Linked DNA regions of Mus musculus: regions 1 and 3 are each linked to region 2. Evidence: chromatin contacts called from public Hi-C and HiChIP or PLAC-seq data. All regions are on one chromosome and are shown on one strand. Each heading gives the region's core, a stretch centred on a gene start, on an enhancer-like site or on the middle of the called end of the contact. The rest is flanking DNA. Distances are from core to core; before and after follow the strand shown.

The links. Hi-C and Micro-C count contacts between places; a contact is called where the count stands out from the background. HiChIP or PLAC-seq counts read pairs in DNA pulled down with a chosen protein or histone mark.
Region 1: a contact with region 2 is called in a Hi-C map of ventral hippocampal neurons, with 2.0 times the contacts expected there. The contact joins two enhancer-like sites. A contact is called at or near these places in 27 of 484 Hi-C or Micro-C datasets (the C10 cell line, the C2C12 cell line, the CH12 cell line and 17 more), 6 of 115 datasets of contacts at active chromatin or transcription factors (the 230-238 cell line, bone marrow-derived macrophages, hepatocytes and 2 more) and 3 of 9 other capture datasets (adipose tissue, bone marrow-derived macrophages and embryonic stem cells).
Region 3: a contact with region 2 is called in an HNF4G HiChIP or PLAC-seq map of pancreatic cancer cells. The contact joins two enhancer-like sites. A contact is called at or near these places in 4 of 39 promoter capture datasets (the HPC-7 cell line, cranial neural crest, frontonasal cranial neural crest and 1 more), 5 of 115 datasets of contacts at active chromatin or transcription factors (bone marrow-derived macrophages, extraembryonic endoderm stem cells, neural tube and 1 more) and 3 of 9 other capture datasets (adipose tissue, embryonic stem cells and liver).

What each region holds. Positions count from the first base shown.
Region 1 is chr9:89,972,881-89,976,535 of GRCm38.p6, forward strand. Rasgrf1 (RAS protein-specific guanine nucleotide-releasing factor 1) reads left to right here. Exons shown (of 27, transcript NM_011245.2): 9 at 1,885-2,003. Among named protein-coding and RNA genes, the nearest start is that of Rasgrf1, 65 kb to the left of the region's middle. Within about 2 kb of position 1,696, at least 18 of the 459 cell types and tissues checked have an H3K27ac peak or open chromatin away from gene starts, as enhancers often do. A contact at or near this core is called in cortical neurons and ventral hippocampal neurons, where this site is marked.
Region 2 is chr9:89,840,645-89,843,966 of GRCm38.p6, forward strand. All of the region lies in intron 3 of 4930524O08Rik (RIKEN cDNA 4930524O08 gene), which reads left to right. Among named protein-coding and RNA genes, the nearest start is that of 4930524O08Rik, 16 kb to the left of the region's middle. Within about 2 kb of position 1,712, at least 60 of the 459 cell types and tissues checked have an H3K27ac peak or open chromatin away from gene starts, as enhancers often do. A contact at or near this core is called in cortical neurons, pancreatic cancer cells and ventral hippocampal neurons, where this site is marked.
Region 3 is chr9:90,046,672-90,050,128 of GRCm38.p6, forward strand. No RefSeq gene overlaps it. Among named protein-coding and RNA genes, the nearest start is that of Ctsh, 5.9 kb to the right of the region's middle. Within about 2 kb of position 1,505, at least 36 of the 459 cell types and tissues checked have an H3K27ac peak or open chromatin away from gene starts, as enhancers often do. A contact at or near this core is called in pancreatic cancer cells, where this site is marked.

The DNA of each region.
Region 1 (3,655 bases), core at 446-2,945, 130 kb after region 2:
CCAAGCCCTGGCTAGACTAGGAGTCACACCTCCCTCTCCAACCCAGTCACTAGCTGTCCTCAGAGCTGTACCTCCTCCCACACCTCCAGCTGCTCTCCGTAAGAACCAGATGTTTGTTTGTCTTGCCATTTTATCCTCAACCACCACTGTAGCACCACTGATAACACAGTGATAAGCATCACTTCTGGGGCCTGCGGTCCCTCAAAGAGCTTAGCAGCTATGTCTGCACATAGGTCCCTAGCACCAGTCTGCCTCAGAAGCCGAACTTACCCGGTAGGCTGCCCTTGTCATGTCTCCACCACTGTGGAGTTCCCCCTTTGGACCTTTCAGAGTCCAACATGCCCAAGCACAACTTCACCTTCACCGTGAGAAATGTTCTCTCTGCCACTGGCATTTCTCAAACGGAACCCCATCTTTAGGAACTGGGTGTCTCAGAAAAACATTTCTGTGGAGGAGAAGGAGAAACTGAGGCTGCTAGAGAGAAGGGAGCCAGTCTAGATGTCCCAGAGAGTTTAAATTAAAATGGGAGTGCTAAACCAGAAAAAAAGCAAGACAAACAAACAAACAAATAAACAGTAAACTGAAATGCTGAGCCCCACCTGCTCCCCAGCGTTCCACACGTGGACAACTGAGGGCCCTCTGGCTGAGGCTTGAGGTTTTGCTCATTTTATAGCCCACACAAAGCACCCTTAGATTAAACCACATGTGGTCACCAGCCCTCTTGGTGACACTGCCTGTAGTACTTCAGAAATAGGTAGAAAACCATGAGATGTGCTCTTCTTGAAGTAGGTAGGGATTTCCCAGTACTTCTTTTTTTTTTTTTTTTTTTTTGGTTTTTCGAGACAGGGTTTCTCTGCATAGCCCTGGCTGTCCTGGAACTCACTTTGTAGACCAGGCTGGCCTCGAACTCAGAAATCCACCTGCCTCTGCCTCCCGAGTGCTGGGATTAAAGGCGTGTGCCACCACACCCGGCTTCCCAGTACTTCTCTGCTTTCCTAAAAAGCCTGGGAACCCACCAGAACAAAATTGCCAGAGTCCCCCTTTTTTTTTCTCACGTGTTACTTTTTTCAACGTAATTAAATGGCACCATCTCCTGGACAGTACTAGAGTTGCAGAAGACAGAAAAAAAAAAAAAAAAAAAAAAAAAAAAAAAAAAAAAACGAACAGCTTGTTTTCCTCCCAGAAGACAAGTAGATAAAAAGCCAGTCTTTCTCTCTGAGCCAGCATAATTGGCAGGCACTCACAAATCTCATAATATTCCAGGGCCCATGCAACATTAAAATCACAGCTGTTTAAAGACATGGCAGAAAGATCTGGTACATAGCTCCGTGGTAGAGCATCATTCTCAAGACCTTGAGTTCGATTCCCAGCAAGGAGGGGACAGCCTGAGGAAAGAGTACAGGAGGGGATAGCCTGAGGAAAGAGTACAGGAGGGGACAGCCTGAGGAAAGAGTACAGGAGGGGACAGCCTGAGGAAAGAGTACAGGAGGGGACAGCCTGAGGAAAGAGTACGGGGGGAACTCTGCTTGTGGATGAAAATAGTGTATAGTAAGACGTGGGTTACAAGAAGAAATGGTATCCTGGGCTCACATCTCCCTCCTGGACTGGATCTGTTCTCTATCCTACAATGCTCAACACTGAAACGTGCCAATTTCCCTTTCATTTTTCCTAAAATAAACACCTGGCAACTTGTACTGCCAGGGGATTAAACCAGATGGAGCCTGGCCAGTGTCCAGCGTACAGTTGGCACTCAGTAGATACGAATACCCTTCCCTTTCTTAACCAGGGCCCCATGCCCTAGCTTCTCTTCTTAGGTCTGCCTAGAGAGAGAGCATCCCCCTCCTGAAAGTGGACCAGCATATCTCTTACTTCCTGTCTCCCCAGGATCATGCATGACGAAGTCAGTGAAACCGAGAACATCCGCAAAAACCTGGCCATTGAGCGTATGATCACGGAGGGCTGTGAGATCCTCCTGGACACCAGCCAGACCTTCGTGCGCCAAGGTAGGGTGGCTGCTCTGCACCCCCACTGAGGGGTCCCTGAGAGGAGGGTGGCACTCAGGGACATCATCAGTAGACTGACCTGCAACTGTGACTGTGGAATGTTCTAGACTGCTGGGATGCAAAAGTTTGACATGGAAGCAACACTTATGCACACACACACATGCAGATACCACTGGTCTTCTGTCATGCCAAATGTGAGTCTACTACCGAGGTTAGCCATGGACTTTTTGTTGTAAGCTCTGACCTGTCCTTCCATGGAGAAAGTAGGAGACAGAATGGGGACAGATAGCCACTGGCCCTGAGAATAGAATTTATCAGAGGTATTGGGAGGGATCCCTGCACTCAGGGGTTCTCATTGAAATGGGTCTTAACCACTTCTGGCTCCTGCTCACCCTGAGAATGGGTCTGGGTGGCTTGGCCCTGTTGAGCTCCTGATGGCTTAGAGACATCAAAGCTGTGATGCATTTGAAGGTCACCTTATGCGGCTGCCATGTTTTATGTTAGACTCAGCATTTGCTCCTTTGTCCCAGATGGATGTCTGCCCCCAAATCATCTTCCAGCATCTCCTCCATCCAGGTCTGGAGTTCGCTAGCTAGTAAATAGCTCTGTGAGAGGCTTATACTGATTGGTACATCAGAATCTGGGCCCCTGGGGAAGATCTGATAGACATTATGTTCCATGGATGGTGGCTGCATTTGACCCCAGGAGGGTCTACCTGGGACACAGGAAGCCCAGGGGCAGTTCCCAGTCTTCACGTCTCCCTGAGTTGCACAAGACATGATCTATACCAGAAGTATTCCCAAGAAGCCTCTTTCTACTTCTCTGAAGCCTTGGGGAAAAAGCCCCTCCTGGAGTGGACAGTCCCCTCAAAGACCTGGAAGCTGCCATATCACCCCGAAAAAGCACTTCCTCCTCTGTACTGGAGCAGGACCTGGAGCCCCTCTCAGCCCTTCCCACTGTTCAGCCTCACAGCCAACACTGACCCTTGCCCTCTGTACACCGAGTCCCCATGGGCTTCCAAGGCCCCCAGAGAATAGAACCAGTCTCACCTTGCAGAAGAAGACCTGTCACAAATGAACATCTCAGTTGCAGCAGACATAGAGAGGGGCGGGGACGTCAGGGGAGAGAGGCTTTCCTAGAGAGGCTGGGCAGTGTGGTCTGGAATGACATTGGTTATGGGACAGAGAGATGAAGACAGAGAGGAGAGAGGCTGGGAGGTGAGCCCAATGCAAACTGTGCCGAGGGTCCCTGAGGACAGTGAGGACAACAGGAGAGGAACCTAGAGAGCAGGTGTTACGTGGGACACCCAGAGTAGAGACAGAGAGCTACTCTATCCAACAGTGGCTTTCTACCGTATTACACCTAGGATCATCACATGCTCAGTCTGGGCTCTGAAGCTAAGTGCCGAAATCAATTGGTGATGTCTGCTGTGGCCACAGCTATGCAGTCCATCATGCTAAGACACCAGAACCTGCCTCCAGCCCCCATTTCTTCAGCCTCATTACTCAGGGCCATTTCCGGACCTCAGCCCGGCTCTCCATTTCTTTCAGGGGTCCCTTTGCTTGCCATGACCCTGGACCCTGGCTGGGAGGTTGTGAGACCCTGTACAGAGCTCTCATTTTCCCAGTCCCCTGGCTCTGAGGCTGAGCGGG
Region 2 (3,322 bases), core at 462-2,961:
CCCTCACCCACTAAATCTCCGTCCTTATTAGTCCCCCTTGCTTTCCCCTCTTGTCACCTGTGTTCTGCTGTGCCACTTTTAATATCTTTCATCCTCCTGTCGCCAATGGTCTTGTTTTAATTTCCTGTAGTCCACAGGTCCTCCAAGTAATACACAGATCTAAAGATCTATTTGCTTTTTAAAAGTATTTTGAAATATAAAATGCACAAAACATCACTCACTCAAATCAAAATGAAGCTAATTTTGTTAATTCTGACCACTTAGTTCATTCTGTAAAAAGGCAATTCTCCACTCATCTCGCTAATGTCTTTCGCTGGAAATAACAACTATTAGTTTCCAGGTCCCTCCTAGACCTCTCTCTGTGATTAAGTAGACCCATGTTGGCATGCTCAATGGGTAACTATGGTCAAAGGCATTGTAATAACTATTTGGGTGTCTTCTTTATGCAAGAAAGAATAAACCAGGCATGGTGGCACATGCCTATAATCTGAGATGCTGGGGCAGAAGACCCTCAAGGCCATCCTGGGGTAAAGTGTGATACTTTGTCTCCAACAAGCAAAACTAAACAAACAGATAGAGTAACATATACCAAATAAGGCAAGGAAACAAAGAGAACAGTCTAAAATACCAATGTAATGAGAGAATACCATATTGACCAAGGGGTCTACTAAACTGACTGACAGCTCATGGCCAGGTCCAGGGGTAGCCAGGATTGTAGGGAGCCACTGTGACTCAGTGTAGCTGCTGACCTGGGCAAACAGGAGAGCACAAAGCAGGAAAAGCTGAGAGCCCATCAGGGGATGGGTGCTCATCAGTGTGGCATTAGCACCTGCCTCTGGGAAGCTCCCAGAGGTACTCTTGAATCAAGCTGACAGTTCTAGCCACATCTGAGCAGCCTGACAGTCGAGCCACTGCCTGTTGGAAGACACACCCAGGTCAGCAGACCCTGTCCCTTCCCTGACACGTATGAGTCATACTGATAGAGTAACAACAACTCAGCAGGAACATCTGGGAATGGGCAGCATGCCATTTAATCCCCTCACAGTTTGCCTGGCAGGGGCACTATGATTGGTCCCATTTCCCAAAGGTACAACTGAGGCTCAAGGAAGTGAAGTCACCTGCCCACTTTCTGTCCCACTCTCTGGCAGTCAGAAGGTACCACGTGCTCTTTTGGTGTTTCCACAGGGAAGTAATTTCTCCCTATTTTCCAGATAAAGTAACTGAGACCCAAAGCGGTCCTGAATCTGCATCTGTTGGCGCAGAGCAGCCTTACTCCTCCTCTCTGGGGCCCAACTTGGAGGTGGTGCTGCAGAAATACAGAGAAGGGCAGGTTGCATAACATGGCTGTTCTCCTCCAAAAGCTGCAAACACCCACTTTCCCCATTCACGAATCTGGGCAATGAGTGGTGGGAGTCAGGGGAGGATATATTAAAAAAAAAATTGTCTCCTTCAGTCAGGGAATTTCACAGTATAATTATATAGTGAGGACATCAAATTAGCAGAATGAGGGACTGTCAGAGGCAGCAGCGAAGCACCACTGTTGTCCCCAGATTCACAACCACTCACAGCACAGCCTCCTGAGTAGGCTCGGGAACTCTCCTCTCTTAGATCCTAAATGCACGCTAGCGATGGGAGGAACTCTCAGCTGGAGGAGTTCTCAGCAGCCATTGATTTCCCAACCCCCTCATGTCACACTTGAAAAATAACATCCCCAGAGGGCTGGACAGCCAAGTCCAGCCCCACCCAAGCTCTCAGAAGTCTAGTGGGAGAAGCACTCCCCTTGGGCTTTTGGAGTCCAAAATAAATGCACATAGAGCTCTCTGCATCGTTACCATGGTTATAGATAACAAGGGCCGTGGCAAAGCACAGCAAATTAGTTAATGATGAGAGAGAAACTTCCAGCAGTGACACATTCTGCTTGAGCGAATGGCTTGCCTTATTCAGTGGCAAGCAGGTTTCTGGTGCCAAGGCGAGCTCTGGTAGTGAGAGGAGATAATAATATGGGGGAGAGTATGCAAAACAGGCTAACCACACAGCCTGTTTCTGTCCCTCCTCATGCTTTCTGCCAACCAAAAACAGAGTTCAAGCAATGCAACGGTCTCACAATCCCTTGAGACCTTATGTTCTGGGCCAGCAGAGAGGACAGGAAGATAAAGAGACAGCCCCTGGCCCTTGGACAGATTGTGTGATCTCATCTGAGTGGTCAAAGTAGGAACTGGATCAGACCAAACACGGAAGTGCCCCCATGGAGCCTCACTCAATGGCTGGACAACTTTGCTCGATGTCGTCAAGTCGCTAGGCACCTCGCTTCAGTCTGACCGTGGTAGTGATCTGAAAAGGGAGCTATGATTATTCTGTGTCCTGTAGCCATCTTCTTTACACTGTATCTGTGGTTCCTCTTTCCTCATCAAGAGAGTCTGTGTCCCTTCATTCGAACCAACAGCGCTTGTCCTTCTCAGTTGTTGTGACCAATGAGATGTGGAGCTGACAAAGCCACAAGTACTAAAGTCCTGACCCACTCCCAGAAAAGGTCAGTGTGGTGACCATTAACCTATAAAGTAAAACTGAATACACAGGCATACTTTTTTTTTTTCAGTTCTGCCTCAGTCCCAGTTGTTGGAGAAGCAGATGTTGTTGGGGGAGTTGAGGATCTCTTCAAAACCATTCTGTGCCTATGCTGCAATAAAGGTCTATCAGGGTTTTATTGTTTTTTTTTTTTTTAAGGCAGTGGGAATAAGCCAGTGTCCAGGGTTGCAGTGGGGATCATGAGGTTGTGCTGTCCCCAAAGAACACATGGGAGATCTAAGGCAGTGTGGAGACAGTGTGAGTGCTATGAGGTTGAGGAACTGCTGCAAAACCCCTCGGGGAGCTAACAAGGAATGTCTTCAAGGAGCAACCTAGAGGAGAACAGCTTTATCCAAAAGCAGTAGTGAGGGATCAACAGTAGCTGCTGTGCTTGGAGAGGCTGCAAGATGCTTCTCTCAGGCAAGCCACAAATGCCCCCTCAGTCTTGCCTGCCTTGATCTACAACCTCCCACAAGAGGAGTCATCCCTCACTCCATCACTCTCCTCTGCTCCGTGCATTTTTTTAAATTTTTATTTTATTTTTATTTTTATGTGTATTAGTGTTTGCCTGTGTGTATGTCTGTACATTACGTATGTTCAGTGCTTACCAAGGCCAGAAGAGGGCATTGGCTCTCCCGGTATTGGACTTACATACTGTTGGGAGATACCTTGTGGTTGCTGGGAATTGGATGAGGGTCCTCTGGAAGAAAAACCAGTGCTCCTAACTTCTGAAACATCTCTGTGTCCCCTCCTGCTC
Region 3 (3,457 bases), core at 255-2,754, 210 kb after region 2:
CATGCACAGATTATTTGTTTACTACTTAGAACACAGGATGTCGGCACCATCTTGTAATGACGAATGTGAGGGCGGCTCCTCACAGAGAAGCATCTGAAAAATTGTTCAACATCCTTAATCATCAGGGAAATGCAAATCAAAACAACCTTGGTGGGATTGCAAGCTGGTACAACCACTCTGGAAAATCAATCTGGCAGTTCCTCAAAAAATTGGACATAGTACTACCGGAGGATCCAGCAATACCTCCCCTGAGCATATACCCAGAAGATGTTCCAACTTGTAATAAGGACACATGCTCCACTATGTTCATAGCAGCCTTATTTATAGTAGCCAGAAGCTGGAAAGAATCTAGATGCCCCTCAAGAGAGGAATGGATACAGAAAATGTGGTACATTTACACAATGGAGTACTACTCAGCAATTTAAAAACAATGAATTTATGAAATTCTTAGGCAAATGGATGGATCTAGAGGATATCATCCTGAGTGAGGTAACCCAATCACAAGAGAACACACATGATAATACACTCACTGATAAGCGGATATTAACCTAGAAACATATACAACCACCAAAACCATATACTATTGCATATGCCAGAAAGATTTTGCCAACAGGACCTTGATATAGCTATCTCTTTTGAGGCTATGCCAGTGCCGGCAAATACAGATGTGGATACTCACAGTCATCTATTGGATGGAACACAGGGTCCCTAATGGGAGAGAAAGTACCCAAGAAGCTGAAGGGGTCTATAACCCTATAGGAGGATCAACAATATGAACTAACCAGTACCCCCCAGAGCTGTGTCTCTAATTGCATATGTAGCAGAGGATAGCCTAGTTGGCCATCAATGGGAGGAGAGGCCCTTGGTCTTGCAAAGATCATATGCCCCAGTACAGGGGAATGCCAGGGCCAGGAAGCAGGAGTGGGTGGGTTGGGGAGCAGTGGGGAGGGTATAGGGGACTTTGGGATAGCATTTGAAATGTAAATGAAGAAATTATCTAATAAAGAAAAGAAAGAAGCCGGGCGGGTGTGGTGGCACACACGCCTTTAATCCCAGCACTTGGGAGGCAGAGGCAGGCAAATTTCTGAGTTTGAGGCTAGCCTGGTCTACAAAGTGAGTTTCAGGAGAGCCAGGGCTATACAGAGAAACCCTGTCTCGAAAAACCAAAAAAAAAAAAAAAAAAAAAAAAAAAGCAAAAAAAAAGAAGGAAAGGAAAGGAAAGGAAAGGAAGGAAGAAAAGAAGGAAGAAAGGAAGAAAGGAAGAAAGAAAGTGCCCGGGAGAGTTCTCCTTTCTCAAGGACCTGGAGGCAAACTAGCTTCTGAGTCACTACGACTGTTGAGAGAACTCAATGCTGTGTTGTTATAGGACTCAGACTCCTTAGCTGGAGTCAAGCAAGGCCCTTCCAGCCCAAAGAGTCCACCTGTTTTCCTTGGCTTGTGCCTTCTGATTCTTGGGATTCTAAGCTCTCTGGCTCACTTCCTGCATCACCCCTTCCTGAGTCTGTAGCTGTTGTTTGTTTTTCTCTTTTTAGATAAGGTCTATTGTAGCCTAGCCTGGCCTCTCACTGTAACTCTCTAGTATGCCTTTGTCCTTTTGATTCCCCTGCCTGAGTGCCGAAATGATAAGCACATACTACTGTGCTACATGTCATATGCTGCTAGGGATTTTGTTGTTTTGCTTTTTTTTTTTTCAAGACAGTGTTTCTCCCTATAGCCCTGGCTTTCTTGGCACTTGATCTGTAGACCAGGCTGGCCTGAAGCTCAGGCACTCTGCCTCCTGGAGTGCTGAGATTAAAGGCAGGCGTTCCCACCCACCCGGCAGCTAAAACTAGAGACCAAACCCAGGGTTTCCTGCATGCTAAGCAAATACACTAACAACTGATTTATAGCCCCAGTCTTTCCTCTTTGCCCAATTTTCCCTCCTCTTCTGATTTCCTCTGACCTCATTTTCTCCCTCACCTCTGTTCCTCCTATTGTAACAGGGTCTCAGACCCTCAGACGGCCCAGGTCTTAGCACAACTGACTCCAATTATGAAAATACCACTCAGGCCACAAAACTTATTGAGGAGAGAGCACCACCTGCTAAATGAAAACAAAGACTTAATCCATCAAAGCCCATAGTTCTGGGAAAGTCTCTAAATGTACTAACCTTGCTTTTGGCTTCTGTGGTTCTGCTTCTGGCTAACTGTGCTTGTTAACTGAATTCTGTCAACAAGAATATGGGTTTTGTGCTTAAAAGCTCACCCTGAAATAATCTCTGGCCAGCTAATAAAAACTTTCTATTGGCTTAAACCCATGTAGAGCAAGCAGTCTTCTCTAGTGGATACCCTATAACATTCTGCCTTTGAGGGTCCTGTGATTGATTGCAAGGCTCCCAAAATGATCATGTTTTAAGGTCAATTAGCTTGGGGTCAATTTCAGACGTAAAGTCCCTTTCCGGCAGTACTCAGATAACCTGAAGAAAGGGACCTGCCACCAGCACCAGCCTTCAATATCTTCACTGCAGATGCGAAGAAGTCAAGATCCTCACAGGTGCACAGGCAGATGCCAGCTGACTTCAGTAGGGCAAACAAATTCACCATCAAAGCAGGTTCCAAGAAACACAAGTTGTGGGAGTGGCCAACCGATGACTGGTCCAGCTTGAGACCCATACCAGGAGAGGGAGCCCACTCCTGACACTTCCTGGAAGACCAGGAACCGGAGGCTGGATAGCCCAGAGTCCCACAACAGAACCAAACACAATTCTCAAAAAGAAAGAAAGACAGAAAGAAAGACAGACAGACAGACAGACAGACAGAAGGAAAGAGAGAAAGAAAGAGAAGAGAAAAGAAAGAGAAGAGAAAGAGAAAAGAGAAAAGAGAAAAGAGAAAAGAGAAAAGAGAAAAGAGAAAAGAGAAAAGAGAAAAGAGAAAAGAGAAAAGAGGAGAAAAGAGAAAAGAGAAAAGAGAAAAGAGAAAAGAGAAAAGAGAAAAGAGAAAAGAGAAAAGAGAAAAGAGAAAAGAGAAAAGAGAAAAGAGAAAAGAGAAAAGAGAAAAGAGAAAAGAAAAAGAAGAAAGTCAATGAAATGATTCCTAATAATACTAAGCTATACTAGTAGACCCAAGCCTAGCATAATTGCCATCAGAGAGGATTCATCCAGCAACTGTTGGGAGCAGATGTAGACCCACAGCCAAACACACTCAGGAAATCCTGCAGAAGAGGGAAAGAAAGGATTGTAGGTACCAGAGTGGTCAAGGACACTACAAATCACAGACCCAACTAACCAGGGTTCATAGGAGCTTATAAAAACAGAACTGATATCAGGGAGTCTGCATGGGTCTGACCTAGGTCCTCTAAATATATGTTCCCATGTATAGCTTGGTCTTCTGATGGAATTCCTACAAGTGGGAGTGGGGGTGACTGTCCTTGACTCTTTTGACAGCTTTTGGAACCCTTCTTCTCCTACTGGCTTGACTCA